2 separate regions of the Mus musculus genome follow, and region 1 is linked to region 2. A link is a contact called in public Hi-C data. All regions are on one chromosome and are shown on one strand. The core of a region is the stretch at or near the end of the contact, and the rest is flanking DNA. Distances in the headings are between cores, read along the strand shown. Region 1 overlaps Gm35634 (a long non-coding RNA gene). Region 2 overlaps LOC108168713 (a long non-coding RNA gene).

Region 1 (5,267 bases), core at 1,286-3,785, 450 kb before region 2:
GGATGTTCGTGGAAGGGAAGATGCGGAGCTGTGTGAAGCGATGGACCACACTTGGCCTCTGGGTTGCAAACCAGGGTTGGCTCAGATCCGGCCATAGAGCTGGATGTTTGTGCGTGTGGAGCGAGTCACAACTTCAGATGACTTCACCCAGCACCTTCCCAGAGACCTCTGCCGTGGAACAGATCTTAGGAAATCAGAGTAGAGTCCCTGCCTCCTGATGGCTCATATGTGACACCACAGTGAGAGTCCCTGGTGTCTCCCAGAATGGGCAGTGCTGGGGGAGTGGGGGTGGCAGTTGACCAATGCTGACTGAAGAAGCCGAATCCCTAGTGACTTGGAGCAGAGCCTATGTTTTCTGTAGAGACTAGATACTAAATATATTAGGGCTGATTTGGGGCTTGAGGGACTCAAAAATGGGTCTAGAAAATGAATCAGGTGTGGTCAGAGGCGGGAAAAAAGCCCCACATCTCTGCCTTTAAAAAAAAATGACATAATCTAAAATGTAGTCCAGAAAAACTGAAGCCTGAACAGCATACAGTATTGATGCATCATGGAAGACTTGTCATGAACTTCTTTCAATCACTAAGAGAAAGGGGAAAGAGTTTCTAGCTCACGACCCATTCCAGAAGCAGCCACAGGCTACCAGTGAACAGCTAGCCATTGTTTGCAGACCATGGTTTGTTGTTGCTTGGTGGCTCTCAATCCCACCCCAGCCTTCCCTCGATGAGCCATGAAGCAATGCCCAACTCTGTCAGTAGAGGGCACTGAAGGGACACTGCGGAAGAAACAGTTTTGCATTTCTCGCTACTGTATCTCTCTCATTTGAGGAATCTGACCACAGTGGTGCACAGAGACTGCACAGCTCTTGGTAACCTCGTGGTCCATTCAGGGACAGGTGACCATGTGCCTGCACTGTGATGAGTCTGATACTTCCAGCTACAGTTGATGGAACATACCTCCCTCTTGCCTGCCTCTGGGGAGATGTCTTCTACCTGGGGTACTTGCCAAGCAGTTCCAGCCGGACCAGATAGCCTCTTTGCCACTGTAGGCTGAGCCTAGCTTTGGAGCAGGCCACTGTCAAGCTATCTTCCTCGCTAGCATGTCATATCCTCTAGTCACATCGCCAAGTAGGGTGTCTTTTCATTAAACTCTGTGACTCAGATTCTAAAAAAAAAAAAAAAAAAAAAAAAAAGACCCAGGCAGTCTGGGAACAATGGGGTCTTCATAACCAATGATCAGGATGGGCTCTGTCTGCCACATGGTCGTGGTTTCTGAGAACTCAGTTTGTTTGGCTGTGAAATGGGAGCATTGCCTCCTCTCCTATGGGCACCTGAGACCCTAAAGTGAGTTGGGGCTAGTCCAGTAGGGAGTATGGGTTGAGGAGCCAGGCCTGATGTCTGTATGCTGGACATTCAACTGCATTGTCCTGTTTCTAAAGGGTTACATGTATCAGTATGTAAATATCTATCAAGTTGTAGGGCCTGGGAGGAGTGTGGTTCAAACCATTACCTTACCCCCTACTTCCTTCTTCCCTTGGGAGGTCTCAAACCTCAGGCCCTTCAGCCTCTGGTTTCTTTCTTCAAATCTCTGGGGACCCCACAGGCTCTGGCAGCTGAGATGCTCTCTTGGCGGTGTCCAGGTACTCCCTCTGTCACCTCATCTGTGTGGTTACTATAGCAGCCTTCACAGCCTGGGCAGGGCTGAAGAACATAGGCAGGAACATAATGAGGCCACATAGTCTGATCTGTCTTCTGTTGTGACAGGTACAGTCCCCACAAAAAGGCTGCAGGTCATGAGCTCAGGTCCTTGGCATAGGGATGCTAGCTTCCACCAGGCTGCCTGAGACCCAAGCTTGGGGCCTTTGGGACTTCCTTTCAATTAACATCATTGGAGATCCTAGGCTAGCTAGGGATGCCCAGTGGTCCACACAGCCTGCCACATGGAGTCCTAGAGGCATGACCCTGCAGGACAGAGGTGGAGAGAGAGAGCCACTGTCCCTTGGGTCCTACAAGTGGAACTGGAACACTGCTGGTGGTCCCTGAGTCCAAGACTTGCATCTCTGCTCCCCTCCTATGAGATTAGAGAGCCCCCTGCAGCTCCCAGGACCCCAGTCTGGGCCCAGATGAGCCTAGGCCAGACAGGGTATTCCCAAAAAGCTGCTGAAATCGACAGAAGAGATGGCTTATCCTTTCTCCATGGCCAGATCTATAAGCTCTGTACTCTGGCCTTTTTCACAGCAGCAACTGACTCCAGGACCCCATCACAGGAGTTGCTGAGGCAGAACTGCGGTTTGGGGGGGGGGGCATGGAGATATCCTAGAGGATCCCATGGGGAACCTGTTCCCAATATCCCAGCCACCTCCCCTGCCTGCCCCTGGGAAACCAACTTCCTTTACACAGAGCAGACCCTGACTTGCGGAGCAACCCTCCTCCGAGCCTTGGAGATGCAGAGGGTCAGACTGTGGTCATGGGAAGCCCCATGGAGAAGCAGGCTCTTTCTTGGGAAGAACAGACAGACAAGGAAGGAGGGGGTTGCTGCTCTCCACTCCTGCTGCTTCTTGTCTGAGCAAAATGCACCGGGAAATTTCCACCCGCATCCAGACTGTGCCCGCCTTCCTTACCGTAATTAATATCCCAGGGAAAAGATACGCTCAGCTGGGCGCCCATCTGCCAAGGCCTCGGCCTTGTGGGCTCTGTCCCTGGGGATTCAGGCTCCATTTCACCACTCTGAGGAGTGGGCGCAGGCATCCCTGGGGATGGGTTAACCTCACTTAGCTCAGCAGACAGCAGTGCTGAGGAGCCCCACGGGCAGAAGTAGTGACGACGTGCAGGGAAGGGAAGCCTGGGGTGGTGCAGCCCTGTCATCGGAGGGTGTGCATGGGGGAAGGGAGGCGTTATGAGGGGACGAAATAGATGCCTGTGCCGAGGTCTTCCTGAGGGAAGATCCAGCCAGGCTCTCAGGGCAACCAGGGTCGGGTGGAGATGGAGAACGAGAGGGGTTTCTGAGATGGCTGAGTCACCCCTTCAAGGGAGAAACTTGGTGGCTATTCCTTTTGGGAATACCCTGCCTGGCCTGAGCTCATCTGGGCCCAGACTGGGGTCCTGAGAGCTGCAGGGGGCTCTCTAATCTCATAGGAGGGGAGCATAGATACAAGTCTGGGACTCAGGGTCCAGCAACAGTGTGCCCGTTCCACTTGTAGGACCCAAGGGGCAGTGTCTCTCTCTCCACCTCTGTCCTGCAGGGTCCTGCCTCTAGGTGAAGTCAGGGGAGGAAGGAAACATGATGGAATCCAGAAACACAGCCTAACATGGCCCAAGACCATCATCCTAGCCTACTCCTCAGATGCTGAGACAGAAGGGGGTCTGGGACCTCCCTTTTCCAAGCTGTCTGTGCCTCCCATACTGGGCACGCCAGAATCCCAGCTTAGTTCTTAGAGTCAGACATTCCTTGATGGAATTTCGAATCTCAGCCCCTGAGCATCTTGCTTGTGCTTCCTCGAGTGACGGCCACAGGTACCTTGAGAATCTGACAGGGACGGGGGTGGGGGATAAAGAAGACACATGCCTGGAGCTTCTGTCGCTACACAGCCCCCTCCTCACTGTCCTGTGAATAGTAATCAGGGATCTTTCAAACACAGGAGGTCAGCACCATCCTGGGCTACCTGTCTTGTTGGATGGCTTTGGCAACTGAGGCCGAGCCTATACTGACCTCTTTTGACTGCCCACACTTGTACTCTGGTCCCTCATCGATGAGGAGCTAGCTGACAAGGTAAAGAGAGAACTCCAAGCCAGGATAAGCCTGACCAAGCATAGTTTGACCCTTGGCCAAGTGTCATGAATTTCCTCGGGGCAGAGTCATTTCATAGTAATGCAACAGGCCACTGGCTTCCCTGGACCCCCTTTATTCATCAAGGCGGGGGAGAAGAGTCCTGTCTGATGCTCTCCTGGAGGGGGAGCAGGTCAAGGAGATGGTGGGTGGACAGGAGATAGCCTTGAGAAAGGATGCACTGTCATAAATCCAGACAGGAAGAAATGATACTTTCTGAGACCGCAGCTGCAGGGTACATCCAATCACAGCACAGTCTACGGGGAACGAGCACAGGGTACATCCAATCACAGCTTAGTCTGGGAAGAAATAGCCTAAGTTACATCCAATCATAGCATAGTCTATGGGGAACTAGCATAGGGTACATCCAATCACAGCCCACTCTGGGAGGAACTAGCACAAAAAAAATAAGTCATAGATTAAGTAGATGTAAGGATAGGTGCCTCCATCCTCAGAAACATGCACGGGAAGATCCACGCCCGAGGTCCGTCCTCTCTGGAGTCCACCGTTTCTGCTCCTTGCTTCTTATTGCCCATCCCTGAAGTGGTTGCTCTGCACCACGCAGGGCTGACCTAGACAGGCTACTGCCATCCTAGAGGGTGCCTTTGTACTACTGAGTGGGTTGACAGCCACCTAGAATGAGTCTCTACCATCCCCTAGCCCCTCCCTGACACCATGAAGAAGCCAACCTAACTGGCCCCAGGGCAGGGCATCCCTATTCTTTCTGTGGCCCAGCTTCTTGTCTCTCATCCTGGCAACCGCACCTCCATCCTTGCCTGCCTTGCCGGTGGGTTCTATATTAGGACACAGACTCATCTCAACGTTTCCCACACCACAGCTCCCCCCAAAACAAACTCACGATCGTGACAAATTCTTGTTTTCCAGGGAAAGGTACCCAAGACGTCCTTATCTCTTCAGCTCTGTAACAAAGGAAGTAAATCCTAATTAAGAAGGGATACAGCCATTCTGAAACTGTTTTCCTGGTCTCGCACATCATGTGACCAGCAAGGGAGTATGAGAGAGAAAGGAGAAAGAGGAAAGAAAGCAGATGTGTAGCTGGCGTGGGGGGGGGGAGTGGAGGAGGGGGTAAGGAGAGCAGCGGGGCAGGGTGGGGGGCATCCTTTGAAGACCATAGACAGTCAAGCCTCAGGTCATCCCTGGCCTTAGGCGCCAGATGAACAGAGTGAGCCATGTCCATGTCTATATCTCTGATACACAGACACCACCTCCCTTCCATGTAGTAGGAGCAAGTTGATTTGTTCACAGGAAGTAAAATGTTCTCATGCTGTCCTGGGTAGGAGGTAGCTACTCAGTCCCCACACACGTGCTGGCATGGAGACTCCAGTAGCCCCAGGGATGGTGGTGGGATGGTGGCCACCAAGGGTGGAAGACCCCCTGCCTTTGTGATCATAAGTAGATTCTGGCTTAGTGTCAGACAGCTC
Region 2 (5,035 bases), core at 598-3,097:
GTTGGATATTTAGTGAGGTCTGCCTCAGCTTCTGCCATTCCTGGCCTCTCAGGAAGAGTCAGGATGAGTAACTGTTACTATGGAGACCCACAGGAGACTGATGGAAGCCTGGTCCTCAGCAAGCCTGACTCGCTGCTAGACTGACAGACCTACCATGTGGGACACAGCCAGATCAGGAGGCCAAGGAGAATCAGAGCAGCAGAGTACCATGTAGCGGCTGGGGCTGGCCAGGGCAGCCAGCCCATCAGAAGAATGGACCACTTGGAGTCAGGAAGGCTTGAGTTGGAACTCTGGGTATATACAGTCTCTGGTCCTGTGGTTTGAGGCTCAATGTGACTATCCATATCGTTGTCTGGTCAACAGGCTCATCGAACATAGTTCTCCTCCAAGTCATGATACAGGGCCCCCCCCGGCCCCCCGCTCTGGGCAAAAGTGCTTAGCAAGTCAGGCCCTTTCTAATCCCCTCTGGACCCATCCCCATATTCTAGGATGTGAGTGAACGGTAAACGATCAGCAACTGCAGGAGTACCCCTACTACCCCATCACCCCATCTCAGTGCTAATCTCTACCCTAGAACACAGAGACCCTCACCTGGCCCTGGGAAACTGCATCCCACTAAGAGTCCTTACCTTTGGGCGACCACAAGTCCAGGGTCCCAGCCGTCCCACCTCCAATAAGCCTGGTGGCCTCTGATCATTTAACACACTTCTTACAAGCTGCCTACCATCCTTCTAGCCTGATACCCTCTGCTAGCTCTGTGGAATGGCCATGTTGCCTCCACTTAACAACTATCATGAGACCCAGAGGGGTGAAAAAAATAAACAGCCCGGGAGGTGGCATGGTCACCTTGATGGTCCTCTCTGCTCCCCAGCCTCTTCTTCCCCATCAAGGCCCTCTGGACTTTTCCAGGCAACCTCCCACTGACTGCTATCACCTGCCCCACCGGATGTGCGCGTCATGACAAAGCACCCAGAAAAAAAAATAATTCATGCATAGATCTCTAGGGCCTCTCTCACTCTGACTTTCATGAGCTCCCTAGTCCTCTCAGGATAGAATGTGCAGCCCATGGGAGACAGAAACACATAGGGTCTTGCCTATGTCTCCTCCACTCCCCACGTCTCCTCTAAAGCCATGACTCCCACTCCATCCTTCCACCTTGCTCTTTTGACCAGAGTCCAAGCTTGATGTGAGAATTCACATTGTTCCCTATGGTTCTGATTCTCTGACACCATGATGCTAAGAGTATGTCTACCCCAAGACATCAGCATTGCAGGACGTACTTGCTGTCCTGCATCTGAAACACACACACACACACACACACACACACACACACACACACACGCCATAATCCATAGAGACCTCTTCTCACCCTTCCCAGAGCTGGGGTTGCTCCCCTGCAGTTCCCACTCCCGAGTCCCGAAGGCACTGCGCACAGATCATAGGGAACAAAAGCTGATGGGGACTCGTGTGTATCTCAGTGACTGAATGCCAGGGAGCCACTTAAATCCCGGAGAATCTGGAGAAAGAGGAGAAAGCCGAAAGCAGAGGGAGCAAAGAGGGAAGAAAGATGTATCGGGGAGATTACTCTGTCACTCAGACGTGAAAGAAATCTGTGCAATTATTTTGTATCGTGTTTCATTGGAATGTGCACCTCGTCCTTGGCTGCCTGCAAGCCTCGGATTACCCAGACAGAAAGCACAATGAAAGACACGCAGCAACAAATACAGACACAAGTGTTCCTGAAACTGAGATTATTTACAGAGGAATGAAAATCAAGCCTGAGACAGAGAAGCCACCTGGCACTGAGACTCTCCAAGCTGGATGAGAGCTAAGTTCCCGGGGCCGTCATCTTGGATCTGCCACCAGTACATGTGTGGCTTTGAGCAGGCTGCCTCCTTGGCTGAGCTTCATGTGCTCTGTAAGACTCGTGGGGCTCTCCGTAGTAGCATGGCAGACCCTTGGACTGGAAAGTCCCTAGCAAGGGTGCCATCCTGGGCACTGGAGCATGCTCAGAATCCTCTGACTTCTGCCCAGCAGGTGGGTCCCACCAGCACTATGCCAGGTATGACAATGTAAAATTGTCCCTAGAGAACAAATCTACCACTAGAAGAGAGGGGAATTAGATGTCCTCAGAGCTCAAATGGGAGACGACAGAGACAGAAAGAGGTACAGGGATCCAGCTCAATCAAGGGGAGACATTTGCCGTGGGCTTATAATCTCTACCCACCTCATGCATGAGTTCAGACCAAAGGGTCTCAAATGAGTTAGAGCAGCCATTTGGGGGGAGGGGCAGGGGCACATAAACCGATTTTTAGCATTTCTCCTTCCTTCCAGAACTTTCTCTTTGCTCTGTCATCCTAGTCTATGATCTATTCCCTATTCCATGAACCCCAGCACCAACCCCCTAACAAGCAAACCTACCCACTACAGCATGGTTGGTGGAGGAGTAGGAAGGACTGGCTTCCATCTTCAAAGAGAAGAGATTTAGGAAGTCCAGCTTTTACCCATGGACTCTGCACAACCAGAGACCCCAGTGAGGGAAACCCTGGGCAGAAAACCTATAGATGATGAGGTGGGTTGGCAGGGGGTACCTGGATGTCCCCAGTGAGGCCAGCAGGTGGAGGATACACAGGTGTGGTGGCAGATGACCCCAGTGGAGATCAGGAGACACAAATGTCCCCAGAGAGGAATTGATGCCGTTTTTTTTTTTTTAAAACAATAAAACACATCCAAACAGAAATTCTCTAGCCTGATGTTAGTTCATGCGAGACTGTCGTCTCATTAAAAAGCGCACAGAAAAATATTTCTATCTGGAAATCAATGGAGGCTCATTGATTACTAGCAGAAAACATCACCAGCTGAATATTCAAGGACAGGCCAACGGCACTGAGCAAATTGGCAGAAAAGCCTTCTTCCTGCCTTCACCTGTCTGCTCGGGCTCTCAAAGGAGAGCACCACGGCCTGAGTGACCTGCTGAACAGTTCACTTCCTCCCTGTTCTCAAGGTTAGATGACCAAGATCAGGGTGTCCTCGGGGCTGGGTTCTGAAGACAGCTCTTTTATCTTGCCATTTCTCCTCAGGAAATCTTGTGCCAGGATTTGTGATCAAACCCTGGTTGGCCTCTGCTCAGAGACAGCCCAGCATCCTCTATGCTATCTCTGGGCCTGAATTGGTCAGCCCCTCTCCATCCCAACTATCGTCTTTTAGCCCCATATATGATGCACACCTGTGAGGAGTTCTCTAGACCTCCAGATTCCATCATCTGCCTGGTTCTCATCCTTCCTCCTCATCTCTCAGAGCTCCAGGTCGTCCATCATTGTGCTGGCATTTAATGATAGTATGGGGACAGGGCATTGGTCCAGTCATAGCCTGGACTCTGGGATCAGAAACCTGGGTCCATCTCCTGGTATTATGGGTAAACGTACAACTCCCATGGATGAGATGGGATGCTGAGGCTAGCAGCAGCAGCATCTTGATACAGTGCTTGCCCAGCATGCATAAGTTCAACCCCTAGCACTGCATAAAAATTGACTATGGCCGTACATCCCTGTAACTCCAGTATTAGGGAGGTAGAAGCAAGAAGATCAGAAGTTGAAGGTTATCTTCAGCTAGTGAGTTCAGGCCAGCCTGGGCTGCATGAGATCCTGTCTTTTATGACCTTGTGGTGGTTTACATGAAAATGGCCCCCATAGAATCAAGTGTTTGAATACTTAGTCACTGGAGAGTGGCAATATTTGAAAAGATTAGAAGGATTAGGAGGTGTGGCCTTGTCAAAGAAAGTAAGGTTTTGAAGTTTCAAAATCCACACCAAGCCTGGACAGTCTCTCTCTCTCTCTCTCTCTCTCTCTCTCTCTCTCTCTGCCTACGGATCAAACTGTAGCTCTCAGCTACTGCCTCAGCGCCCGCCTGCATATTACCATGCTCCCCACCATGATGATAATGGACTAAATCTTGAAAACTGTAAGCAACCACCCCCGCCCCCAGTTAAATGCCTTCTTCTCCCAGAAGAACTGCCTCAGTCACGGTGTCTCTTCACAGCAATAGAACAGTGACTAACACTGCCCTCCTTAGAAACTGTTAAGTGCTGTAATAACAATTAACTACATTTACTAAGCACACCCTGAGTACCAGAGACTCCACACAGCATCTCCTTCAACTGTGGTACTGATGCAAACATTTAGGCCACAGCATCTCCCAACATTCGGCTCTAGGTAGCAAGTTGATACGGTGATGTCACTGAACCTGAGGAAACACAGCTTCCCAGCAGCGAAACGAGCCGAAGAAATTGTGCATGATGCTGGAACATGGGGGGGTGGGTGGTGGGGGGGGCGTGGCCTCTGTTTTACAGATAAGGAAACCAAGGCTCATAAGGGAGTTCGAGGGACAGAGCTAAGTCAGAGTCTAGACCTAGGGATGTGACTCCTTATCCCAGGCACAGGTTTGGGGTTGCTTTGTGTCCCAACATACACACGGGATAAACGTGGTTTCTGAGGTTTCTGTCTCTTGCTCCTATGCACACGGCCAGGCCCTAACGCGATCCTTTGCAAAGTATGCAGCCTATCCTGCTCCCCACTGGGCAGAAAAAGCTGACAGGCTACTGAGAGAACAGGTGCAGGGCAGGGGCCAGGAAGCCCTGCAGGGAGGCACCCTGGATGGCTCTGGTTTGGGGAGGTTCCAGGCACTAGCAAGGATTTCAGTCCCCTCCCCCAAAGCCCAAAAGCAGACAAAGAGGGGAGACGCTTACCGCTCTTCATCTTCAGCATCCTCTTCATCTTCAGCATCCTCTTCATCTTCAGCATTGGCAGAGCCTTGTACCTGCATCAGTATCACAGGTTAGCTCTTTCCAGGCTCTGGGAGGAACCTACCAAGATGGATGCCTCTTAGCCTGATTGCTGCTCCTTCCAGGGTCAAAGGTCACACTGATAGCTACCAGCCCACTCCAAGCCTCCTGCTGAGCCATGCCCAGGCTGTAGACGTGTCTTAGCTGTGAAACCAGCTCTCTCCCTCAAATCACTGGGAAAGCCAGGTGTTGAAT

Evidence for each region. Hi-C and Micro-C count contacts between places; a contact is called where the count stands out from the background.
Region 1: a contact with region 2 is called in a Hi-C map of cortical neurons, with 2.8 times the contacts expected there. The contact joins two enhancer-like sites. A contact is called at or near these places in 5 of 484 Hi-C or Micro-C datasets (cerebellum, cortical neurons, embryonic fibroblasts and 2 more) and 1 of 9 other capture datasets (embryonic stem cells).

Annotation. Positions count from the first base shown.
Region 1 is chr4:131,426,924-131,432,190 of GRCm38.p6, reverse strand. Gm35634 (a long non-coding RNA gene) reads right to left here. Exons shown (of 4, transcript XR_390798.2): 3 at 4,685-4,745; 4 at 3,888-4,082. Among named protein-coding and RNA genes, the nearest start is that of Gm35634, 20 kb to the right of the region's middle. Within about 2 kb of position 2,535, at least 19 of the 459 cell types and tissues checked have an H3K27ac peak or open chromatin away from gene starts, as enhancers often do. A contact at or near this core is called in cortical neurons, where this site is marked.
Region 2 is chr4:130,981,448-130,986,482 of GRCm38.p6, reverse strand. LOC108168713 (a long non-coding RNA gene) reads right to left here. Exons shown (of 5, transcript XR_003955121.1): 3 at 4,745-4,815. Among named protein-coding and RNA genes, the nearest start is that of A930031H19Rik, 27 kb to the left of the region's middle. Within about 2 kb of position 1,847, at least 11 of the 459 cell types and tissues checked have an H3K27ac peak or open chromatin away from gene starts, as enhancers often do. A contact at or near this core is called in cortical neurons, where this site is marked.